Regions from separate parts of the Gossypium hirsutum genome. Here region 1 is linked to region 2. Evidence: chromatin contacts called from public Hi-C data. All regions are on one chromosome and are shown on one strand. Each heading gives the region's core, a stretch centred on a gene start, on an enhancer-like site or on the middle of the called end of the contact. The rest is flanking DNA. Distances are from core to core; before and after follow the strand shown. Region 1 holds the start of LOC107922257 (AT-rich interactive domain-containing protein 5). Region 2 holds the start of LOC107921033.

Evidence for each region. A called contact is a pair of places that touch in the nucleus more often than the background predicts.
Region 1: a contact with region 2 is called in a Hi-C map of leaf, with 2.2 times the contacts expected there. The contact joins the promoter of LOC107922257 here to the promoter of LOC107921033 in region 2. A contact is called at or near these places in 2 of 34 Hi-C or Micro-C datasets (both in leaf).

Annotation. Positions count from the first base shown.
Region 1 is chrD01:15,392,099-15,397,376 of Gossypium_hirsutum_v2.1, reverse strand. It overlaps LOC107922257 (AT-rich interactive domain-containing protein 5), which reads right to left and starts at 3,543. Exons shown (of 14, transcript XM_041087118.1): 1 at 3,250-3,543; 2 at 2,437-2,815; 3 at 2,201-2,334; 4 at 2,055-2,094. The coding sequence starts at 2,796.
Region 2 is chrD01:15,229,552-15,234,864 of Gossypium_hirsutum_v2.1, reverse strand. It overlaps LOC107921033, which reads left to right and starts at 3,970. Exons shown (of 1, transcript XM_016850889.2): 1 at 3,970-5,313. The coding sequence starts at 4,532. The coding sequence ends at 5,164.

The sequences.
Region 1 (5,278 bases), core at 2,294-4,793, 160 kb before region 2:
TACAACTTGATTTAGTTTATAAATAGACACTGAAGTTTCTAAGAATGTTTGCAGATCATGCACTCTATAATCCAACTCTAAATGGAATAATCTACAGCTATGATACCCTGCAAGCACGCTCAAACTTATCCACCTTCAAACGCGTGCCTCTTGCATTATATTCATGGACCTATTTAGGCAATAATTATTAATACCTCTCTAGAAGTCAATTTAAGTATATCACTAAATGCTTGCCCACGAACGACAGAATCGCTTTATAAAGAATCATAATTAAAGGAGATCCAACTCTAATACTTTTTAAAGCACCAAACTTGGTAAATTAGCAGGCAAACTAAACCTCTTGGCCAATGGCAAGATACTGGTATTGTATGGAGTCAAAGCTTGGGTTCAATCTCAAGCATCCCTACCCCATCCCCAATTATCAAGTGTATCAAAATAAAAATAAAAATGAAAATAACTAAGTAAAACCCCAATATTATACCGCTAAATAAAAGGTTGTGATTAAGGCCCCACAAAACCAAGGTGTAGAAGAAGAGAACCGAGAACACTAATATGTTACTACATTTTTAAGATAAAGCCTATATATAAAAACATGGATATGACAAATAAGATACAGCAACTATGATAACCTTTTAGAAATGAGGATACGGTAAATAAAAACTCTAGGCTAGTGGCAAGATACTTGTGTTGTATGGCTCAGAACTTGGATTAACATAGCATCTGTACCCCCATCCCCCAATAATCAAGTGTATCAAAATAAAATCAAAACAGTAAACCCCAAAAAAAATACCACTAAATAAAAAGTTGTGATCCACAAAATCAAGGTTTAGAAGAAGTGAACCGAGAATACTCATATGATAAGACATTTTTAAGTTAAAGCTTATATATCAGAACATGGGTGTGACAGATAGGATACAGCAACTATGGTCATTTTTATAAAAATGAGGATACAGCAATAAGAAAACATAAATGTAATATTTTTTCCAATAACCATTTCCTTTTTTCTCCCCTTACCATCAACCATAATAAGAAAAAGATGACTAAATCTCACACTTCGCCTCACCAAATAATTAAAACAGAAAGAGTGTTGCTTCTTATTCCCTAGTCCTATTCATGGATTCATGTCATTACTTTTCAAACCTTGATTTCTGACATATTTCATAGACAAAGAAAATCTCATATGTTGAAAAGTAAGATTTATATTTTTTGAGGGTATCACCTAATTTAACTATATCTATATTTCAATTCTTATTTCCTCCTTAATTCAATAACAACTATTAAAAGATGCCAAAGGTTTTTCAGGTAATATCCATTTTCCCAGAGAAAAGATATTAGACATCTCAACACAATGGCATCTCAATACAACCAAGAATACAGGAAAAAGGGCAATTTTCTTGCAAGTGTTATATGGAATCTTGTTTGATAGACTTTGAAGTCAGATCGTACAGAATTTATTTGTACATATAGGTAAAAAATGTGAGTTCATCAACTTTGTGCCCAAAACAGAAGCAGTTATGTGATGGCATAATGGCAACTCTAGAAATAGTGTTAACAAGCGTGTCATTGCCATGTTGATTGGCATTTCCAACTTTGGATACTTCACACAAATTCTTCTTCATTCGTGGTAGAGAGAGAGAGAAAGAGAGAGAAACCCAACGAATTAACTACCGAAGTTAGAAGATACAGTTTTCTATTAGTGCATCTTTAATAACGAAAATAACCAAATTAACGCCTAGCCAGAATTTAATCTTATTTACCTTCCTAAACAAGAAACAGATCCAAACCACTTTACACGTAGATAAAATCCGGTTGTTTGTAACCTTTTACTTGTTGACACCTAAAGCTGTTAGCTTGGATAATGTATTAGATAAGAATGTTGAAATTCCAAAACAGCAAAATAAATGCATCATTATAAGCATTAATAAAACCAGACTGAACGTCACCTCTGATTTGTCAATGATTGCTACGTGAGTTAAACAAGAATATAGGATGATTTAAGGGTTCAGAGAAAAGGTTAAAAACATCAATTAAAGATTCCAGATATGCAAGCATACCACTTCGTAGCCACCCAATTTAATAACTGCTCTCCACAACCTACATTGGATGCGAACATGCACCAAGAGAAAAGCAGAAATTAGACTCTGAGAAAAAGCAGACTAATAACCTAGAAATCCCAGAAGAATGATCAGTGCAAACTCACTTAAGGCAGTTTAGCGGTTCTCCATAAAATTTAGGGGGCTTGAATTCCAATGACCTATCCTTATAGAAACTTTCCAGCTCCTTCATGAATGCTGCTCGCTCCTCTGGTGTTCCAGCTTCATCAGCCTCCCCCATCTATAAGCCAAACAAGTCAAAGTGAGTTAGAAATAGGATAAACAGAACTATTGACACTTCATTTGTTAATGTCAGAACTTATAGGACATTTCTTTTATGTACCTCAGGATCAAGCAACCAACTCTTTGATTTCTCCACCTTCTCAGGTCCAGATTCAGGCGCAAGAGAGCGAAGGGGAGTAGCATCTCCATTGACTTTCTGCTCCAATGGTTCAGCAGGAGGAGCATCAGAAGGATCGGTATTAGCACCATTGGAAGATATGTTATCAGGTTTAACGGGCATAGGAGGATTATCAGTCATGTTAACATCAGTGGGCAAGGTTGAAGTTGTATCAGCAATTGTTTCATTGGCATTTTGATCCTTAGTGGGGGGTGAGGACTGTTGCTCTTGGACAGCAGTATCAACAAGGTTAACTTGGGAAGCCTCAGGCAGCTGCTGTTCCAACATTTCGGTATCTTCCATCTTGCTTGTACAGATTCTGCTGTCCACATCAACAGTTGAATTAGTGATTTTTTAAAGGAAAAAAAAGATGAAAAACAAAACCCTAAGTCCTACTTGTTTTTCAAAACCATATATATATATATATATAACAAGAAAAATATGAAAAACAAAAAACTAAGCGTCAAAAGAAATGAAAGAGAGCAAAATTAGAGTGCCCTAAAACCTAATAATTTAAAGATAGTTGAAAAAAAAGAGTAAAAAGTGATGGTGGAAGAAGAAACTAGCCTAGAGCGGCGAAGGAAGGGGAGAGAGGGGAGAAGAGAGAAATGCAGTTAGGGCTTTGAGAGAGAATGCGAATGCCAAAGAATTGCAATAGCAATAAATAGGGAGAGCAGCAACAGCATCCGAGTGGCATTAACATAGAAAGTATCGTTCATGGCAGGGAACTTACAAAATTCGACGGTTACACCTTACCTGCTCTGCCTGGGCTGGGATTGTTGATTTCTGATTGGGATTTTTTCGGCTCTGCCAACTTAGCTACCAAATAAGAACTCTCCTTCCTTTTTTAGCGTCGTTGCTTTCGGCTCGGCTTGGATTTGCTTGGCTTGGCTGCTGAGGTCTTGTTCCTTCTTTAGCATAATAATAAATGAAAAAAAAAACCGAGTGAGTGAATGGTGTATTGCCGTATTGGGGTGTTTCTCTCTCTCTTTTTTCCCCCAAGCGGTGTGGTGATGAGTTGAAACCAAACAGAAGCGTCTGCAGGCCTTGAACCTACGAGCGAAGTGCTGTAGGGCTGTTTTAATTCCCCAATAGCAAACAGGCCTGGCCTTCTTTCAACTTTAATTCCCACTACTCTCCAGGTCCATTTTAGCCCAGTTTCTACATCTCCCATTTCGGTGGTTTTTATACTTCTTTTCTTAAGACCAAATCCAACAACATAACCCAAAAATTAATTGAAAAGCCCATCTACCCTTTGTGCATTAATGAAAATTTATTTGGATATATGGTTGGATTTCCTCATTTATGCTATTATTAAGAGTTTAATTAAGTTAGCGTGACTTATTAATCGAGTCTTAAATCAATTGTAAAATTATCAAAAAAAATTTTATAAATCAACAATTGTTATTTTTATAAATAAAAAATATCCCATCATATTAATATTGTCAAATCAACACTTACAGCATAAAATCATAAAGTCATGACATCTATGCAATCTTGACAAACACCTATGCACCCTTCATAACCATAAAACTACAAACACAAGACACTTGTACTAATAAAGCACTACTAACAATATTCTAGTTAAATACAAAAGAGAAAACTAATATAGTTCTCTAATACTTGACCAAAATTTAATTAGAAAAAAGCTTTATAAGGTGTTGGAAGACCATCTTTATTCAAGATGCCGGGAAAGTTACTGCTCGTTCCATGTCTTGTTATAACGAAATTGTTTCTCTATTTTAACCTACAAATTTGAGCTTTGAATAGGTTTCATTTGTATTGAGTTCAGTCCACCTTAATGTTGCATATTTGACAAAACACGAAGCATGATTTGACTAGGGTTTTAAAGACTCCCAGTTGAATTGCTTGAGGTGATTGGATAAGTACTGAATAACTAAATAAAATAGATAGATCTTTCTCTTCGTCTCAGGTCGATGGATTTTCTCAACTAGAGGATCCCCTATATGGATAATATATGGATAGTACACATTCTAGTTGACTGAGCCTAATTCTATTATAATTGTTTTGTTCCGAAGCAAAGATATCTACGAGGCAGTTCACCTATTTTTAGATATTCACAACCAAAAAGTACTGGATTCTCTTTTAGATAAGTCCTAAAAGGAGAAGGAAAGCTGGAATACCACCAAGCGTCTATTATTGAATTCACCCGACCCGATAGTACCCATTTTTGGAACGTCCAATGCTAAAGTCACGGAATGGGTAAGTCGTCAATCCCTAAATTGGATTAAGTCTTATTATCTCTTGAGAGAGTTTTGGTGTTGTTAGAAGATTGATTAATAAAGACTTTTAGTTAATAAATACTCAGAATAATTACAACTTTTAAATAGAAGTTTAAAGCCTATCAAAACATTGTTGATTAACCACTTGAATAGGCCTATAAATAGGTTGCTTGTAGTGTCACTTATAGAGCGATTTTTAGACTGTCTTTGTTGACAACTTTGTTATGTTCTTGTAACATCCATCACTCGGCATGGTCGTCGAACGCAGCTACAGGATGCTACCATAGTAACCAGAGAAAATCATATTCAAATTGCAATAATTAATGCAATCAAACATCAATTTATTTCATAATTCCATCCACAAAATGATTTACAATAAAAATGAGGCACATTTGAGCTTATGAAAGCTCCTAAGTCAACCCAAGCATGATTAAGGACCAAATTGTAAACTTTTCAAAATTTAGAAACATGTATCGATACCAATAATAGGTACCGATATCATTTTGGTATTCTGCCATTTTAGAAAACAAAACATTTAAGGA
Region 2 (5,313 bases), core at 2,721-5,220:
ATATGACATAATCTATGTAACACCCTAAATCCTGGCCCAGAAGTTTCGACTGGATTTCAAAGGTCACATTGGCCACCAAAATGACCCAACATAAAACAATGACCAAAATTTTGACTTTCTATTTAGAAAATAATTTTCTTTTCATGTTTAACAAAAAATCATGGTTATCCTTTCTTACATACCAAATATTAGTTTTCTCGTAGCTTAAAGAAGTTAAAAACCAATTTACGAAAGCCCTAATCGATTTACAAATATTTCATAATTAAGAATTTGATAGCCAGAGTTCCAAAACCAGTGACATGCACGAAATCTCAATTTAATCGCAAAACCAAAATAAAACCATACCATAGTTCTTATAAAAATTAAATTATAGTCCGAAAGATATTAGTTTATTAAAACTTATGAAAGACTTTATTTAATCAAAGGAAAACGTGTCATTCTGAGATTTTCGTCTTGTCGAGTCCAACATCTAATCTTGAGGGTTACCTGAAAGGGAGAAAACTAAGGGGGATGAGCTATGAAGCTCAGTGTGAGTCTTAAAATAAACATAAAAGCAGATTCGAACAGAAACAAATCAATGCGGCATCACACAATAGTTCAGACTTATAGAAACAAAATTCGAATCACACTCAGATACCATACAGATTACTGCATCATACTACTTTACACTAACGAGTAAGCAACTATTATAATCAAATGTAGAATGGCGAACAACCCGCCTAACCAATCGCTACACACCATCTCCACAAAACCCCCTACACATACCAATAAGGGTATATTAAACCCTTTCCAACATCTACACTCCAATATTGAGTTATGATGGACCCATCCAATCGAAACACACCATGAAGTGGACGTATGTCAATTGTATTAATGCAGATTTACCATTAAAAAAAATATAAGTATGCAATTTAACTGCCAAACCGAACTTCCTTCCCTTCATAATCATATCCCCGCCACAAATACAATGCAAATAGATATACAAAATCAGATACACTCATTTTCAGCTTCCACATTTAATAACCATGTTTGCAAATCAGTTCAGTTCAGCAGAATCAAAATCAGTCATACTCATATTCAGTTACAAGATAGTGGAAACAAAAGTTCATAGTTTCTAATTATCATATCCAACCATTTTCATATACCGAGTTTAATGTACCAAATTATAAAAACAATTTATACGACATCAAAACTAAATCATATAAACGTATATATAAAAAGTATCCTAACAGTAATATATTTCATTCGGAGACCTTACACAAACAGTATTAGTGTCCTAAATACTTCTTTAAAGGCTTAAACATACAAGGGACTACTCAAGAACTAAAACGAATCACTTAGCAAAAACGGTGGAAACATTACAAAAAAAGGACCACACGGCCCTATAGATAGGCTTTGTGGAAGGGTCCAGACTACGTGATAGGGATACACGACCGTGAGACTTAGGGAGGCGCCTGTGTGACTGAGATACACGATCATGTGATTGAGAGACATAACCGTGTGACTGGGTTACATAACCATGTAGGCAAATTGTGTAATTCTCTATCCCGTGTGGCAATTTCACAAGTACAAAGCAGGGAAGACACAGTCATGTCTCAAGCCTATGACACCTCCCCAGGCTGTGTGCGATCTATAAATTCTTAACAGAGGTCAAACGGCCATGTGGTCACCCATGTAACCCATCCTAGGCCGTGTGACTCAAAAACTTACCTAATTTCTTAGGTGACACACGGTCGCGTGGACCGCTCGTGTGCCTAAAAAACCACCACAATCCTTGCTGTAAAACACAAAAATTAACCACAAACATCATCCTTAATTAGAGTGTTTAAGAAACACACCTGAAAGACGATTCTCACACACTAACGATCAAACTGTTACACCTTAATTAAACTTGTCTGAAAACTCAATTTTACAAACACACTAAACCTATAAGAAAATCGGTCTGAACCATATACAAAAATCAAAGAAACCAATGTAAATCTCAAGAAATCAGCACTACACTTACCCGATTCAAAACTTGATTGAACAAAAAGTAACTTTGAGGAGTGACAATTAACGATAATGATGATGAAATCAAAAGGAAAACTTGAAGAACAAAGGGAAAGAAAAAGAGCGTTGAAAACAAGGAGAAAATGTAAAAGCCAAAAGAGTAAAAATCTAAAATTAGGGAAAAAAAGAAAACTAACGTGAAAAGAAGTGGAAGCGTGAGAAATTCTAGGAATTTCCATTTTTCAAAAATATAAAATAAACAAAATGATATTTAACAAATCCTATCAGAATTTTCAGAATTAGAACAAAAAAGAATTTCCCCTATGCATTCACAAAGACTCAACCCAAAACCTTAAGGTAAACTACCTCTTAGCCACTGAACTAACAAACTCATTATACTCTCAAAACGCAAAAACTAATTTAAAGGTCCATTCGAACCACTGACCCAACCAACAAACCTTAAATCTTGTAACCTCAATTTCGGGGTGTGACAATCTATATTGTTATTTTAAAAATATATATTTATTATTAAAATATTAAGTTTTTTTATTTATTTTAACACGATTGTATTCCTATTTTAATATAAAACAATGTCTATTGATATTTTGATAGAATATAATTTTTAATATATATATAAATAATTCATCACTATATAAAATTTTCATATTAATATCTTTAAATAATTATTTTCTATTGTCACCTCATTATTACAACTGCATTAAAATTTAGCTTGATTTTAATCTTACTATTACAATACTCTATCTTACTAACTAATCGTACATTATTTTTATTTTAAATATCATTGAAGTCAATCAATGAAAACCTAATTTTTTTTTTTAAGAACCTACCTCTATTCTTATCCAATAAGGTACCCATTAAGCGGGGCCATGTTCGACTCCAAACCTTTTTATATAATCCCTTCTATCATATTCACAGAAAAAATAGACTTTCCAAACCATCTACGACTTTGAGCACTACAAATATTAATTACCTTTGACTTTTATCACCGCTATTAATATAATTATACAAACATTTTAACTTTGACATGCTTTATATTTATAAAAGAAAAATTCAAACATATTAAATAAAAAAAGTGCACCAAAGATAAAAGATAAACTAATTTATGTAATTAAAAATCAAATAAAACAAATTTAGAAAACAAGTTTTGAAAATAACATCAAATTCTTTTAAATTGCTTTACTACTATGTATAATCGATTCTCTTTTTTTTTTTTGTTGATTTTAGGATATCATGATCGGTAACAATGACTAACTCTTTTATCACGAATAGTGGCAGAGTCAGAAATTTTTTTTAGGAGTGTCATAATTAAATTATATATTTTTACGATAGTAGAAATGTAATTTCACTATTTTAATTGTCTATATTTTTATAATTTTTAAAGGATTAAGTCAAATTTTTATTATTTTGGGGGGACAAAGTATAATTTTACCATTATTGATTTAAAATTTTATAAATTATAAAAAGCTTAAATGAAAAACTTTCTATTTTAAGGAGTCGGGTCCCCTACCAGTCCCCTTGGCTCCACCACTTGTCATAGATGCTTTTCAGAAAAGTATTTGGCTAGTCATGAAGCATGTTTCATTCTCATAAGTAGAGATCAAACCTCTCAAATACATGATTAACGGACGAGATGGGCAACCACCATGCCACATGGTTAAAGCACCTTTAAACAAAACTTTAAATAACTACATTAATCATATAACAAGTTATACCATTAAATAAAGGGATATTCACTTACATCAATATAAAACTAAAATAAATTTACATTTTTTCATAAGTTTTCATACGAATAATTCAACAGTTAAATTTATCAAAATATTTATATTTATCAAGCATATAAATATTTTAATCGATATAATAACTTTATTATATGATATAAAATATTAATGATTGATTTTTTAATATAAAACAAATAATTTAAAATTTGTGTGAAAACATAAAAGATCATTTCTCTCCATGACAACGAATAAACTGGTACGTGGAACATATATCAATTAAACAAAAATGGAAAATGAAATTAAAAAAGAAGCATCACTCGGCCTGGCTTTTAATAAGCAGCAAATAACGGCTGCGCTTTGTAAGTGGCGGAGGTGTGAGAGTGTAACTCAAGTAATAGCTTCCTTCCTACGCAACGCGTCACTGCTGAGTTAAAAAGGGAAGGGGTTTTATTAAGGGTTGGCAATGTCAAACGTCAAAATCAAATTGGATGAAAAAGTAGGTATGAATCAGCTGTCCCCATCTCTATCTCTTTGAAAAGTACAACAACAGCATCCCCTTTGACTTGCAATGCCAACGGTATTTCATGTTCCCCGCGTGACGCCGTGGCTCGCGTCACTCTTTATTAAACCCCCCTTTCCACATTCTTCATTCATCTCCTCTTATTTATTTGTTAATTAACCATAATAATAACAAACCATTTCTCCTCCTCAAATACAACTGCAATTCCAAACCTCCCAATTCCTTTTCACTTTTCTATATATTCTTCTCTAACAATCCATCCATCCATCCATCCATCCATGCCATGGGTGCCTGTTTCTCTTACGAAATCCCTGAATTTTCAGAATCTGGGTCTCGCCCAACAGCTCATGTTATTTCCCTCAACGGTGATCTTCATAAATATAATCCCCCGGTCTGCGCCTCTCAGGTTCTTCACGCCGAAGCCTCCTCCTCCTCCTCTTCTTCTTCCTCCTCCATCTTCCTTTGCAACTCGGATAGCTTATCTTACGACGATTACGTTCCGGCCTTGAATGCGGACCATCAACTGCAACCCAATCAGATATACTTCGTGCTTCCCGTTTCCAAGCTTCAGCAGCGATTGGCTTCCAAGGATATGGCCGCTTTGGCCGTCAAAGCCAGCGTTGCTATCCAGAATGACTCTAGAAACGATTCTAATCGGCGCAAGAAAGCCCGAATTAACCCTGTGATGGTGGTAGCTCAATCTGTTGTTGATCCTGTTGGCGCTTCTACCGTATCAGCCCCAACCCCCAGCAGCACCAAGTCCTTTACCAAGTCCCAGACTCAACCTCAGCCAGCTGGGATGTCAAGATCTGCTTCTTTTAGAAAATTGCAGCGATACACATCCAGACGAGCCAAATTGGCCGTTCGTTCTTTTAAGCTAAGGCTGTCCACTATTTACGAAGGCTCCGTTCTGTAATCTACCTACCCGGATCCACCTTTCAAGTTGTTAATTTTCCATGAGCCCCCAATGTAACATATTATACATACATACATATATCTATTATATTCAAAACTTCTCTGTCCTGTATAGAAACTGAGATCGAGAGTGTCATTTTTTTATTGAGT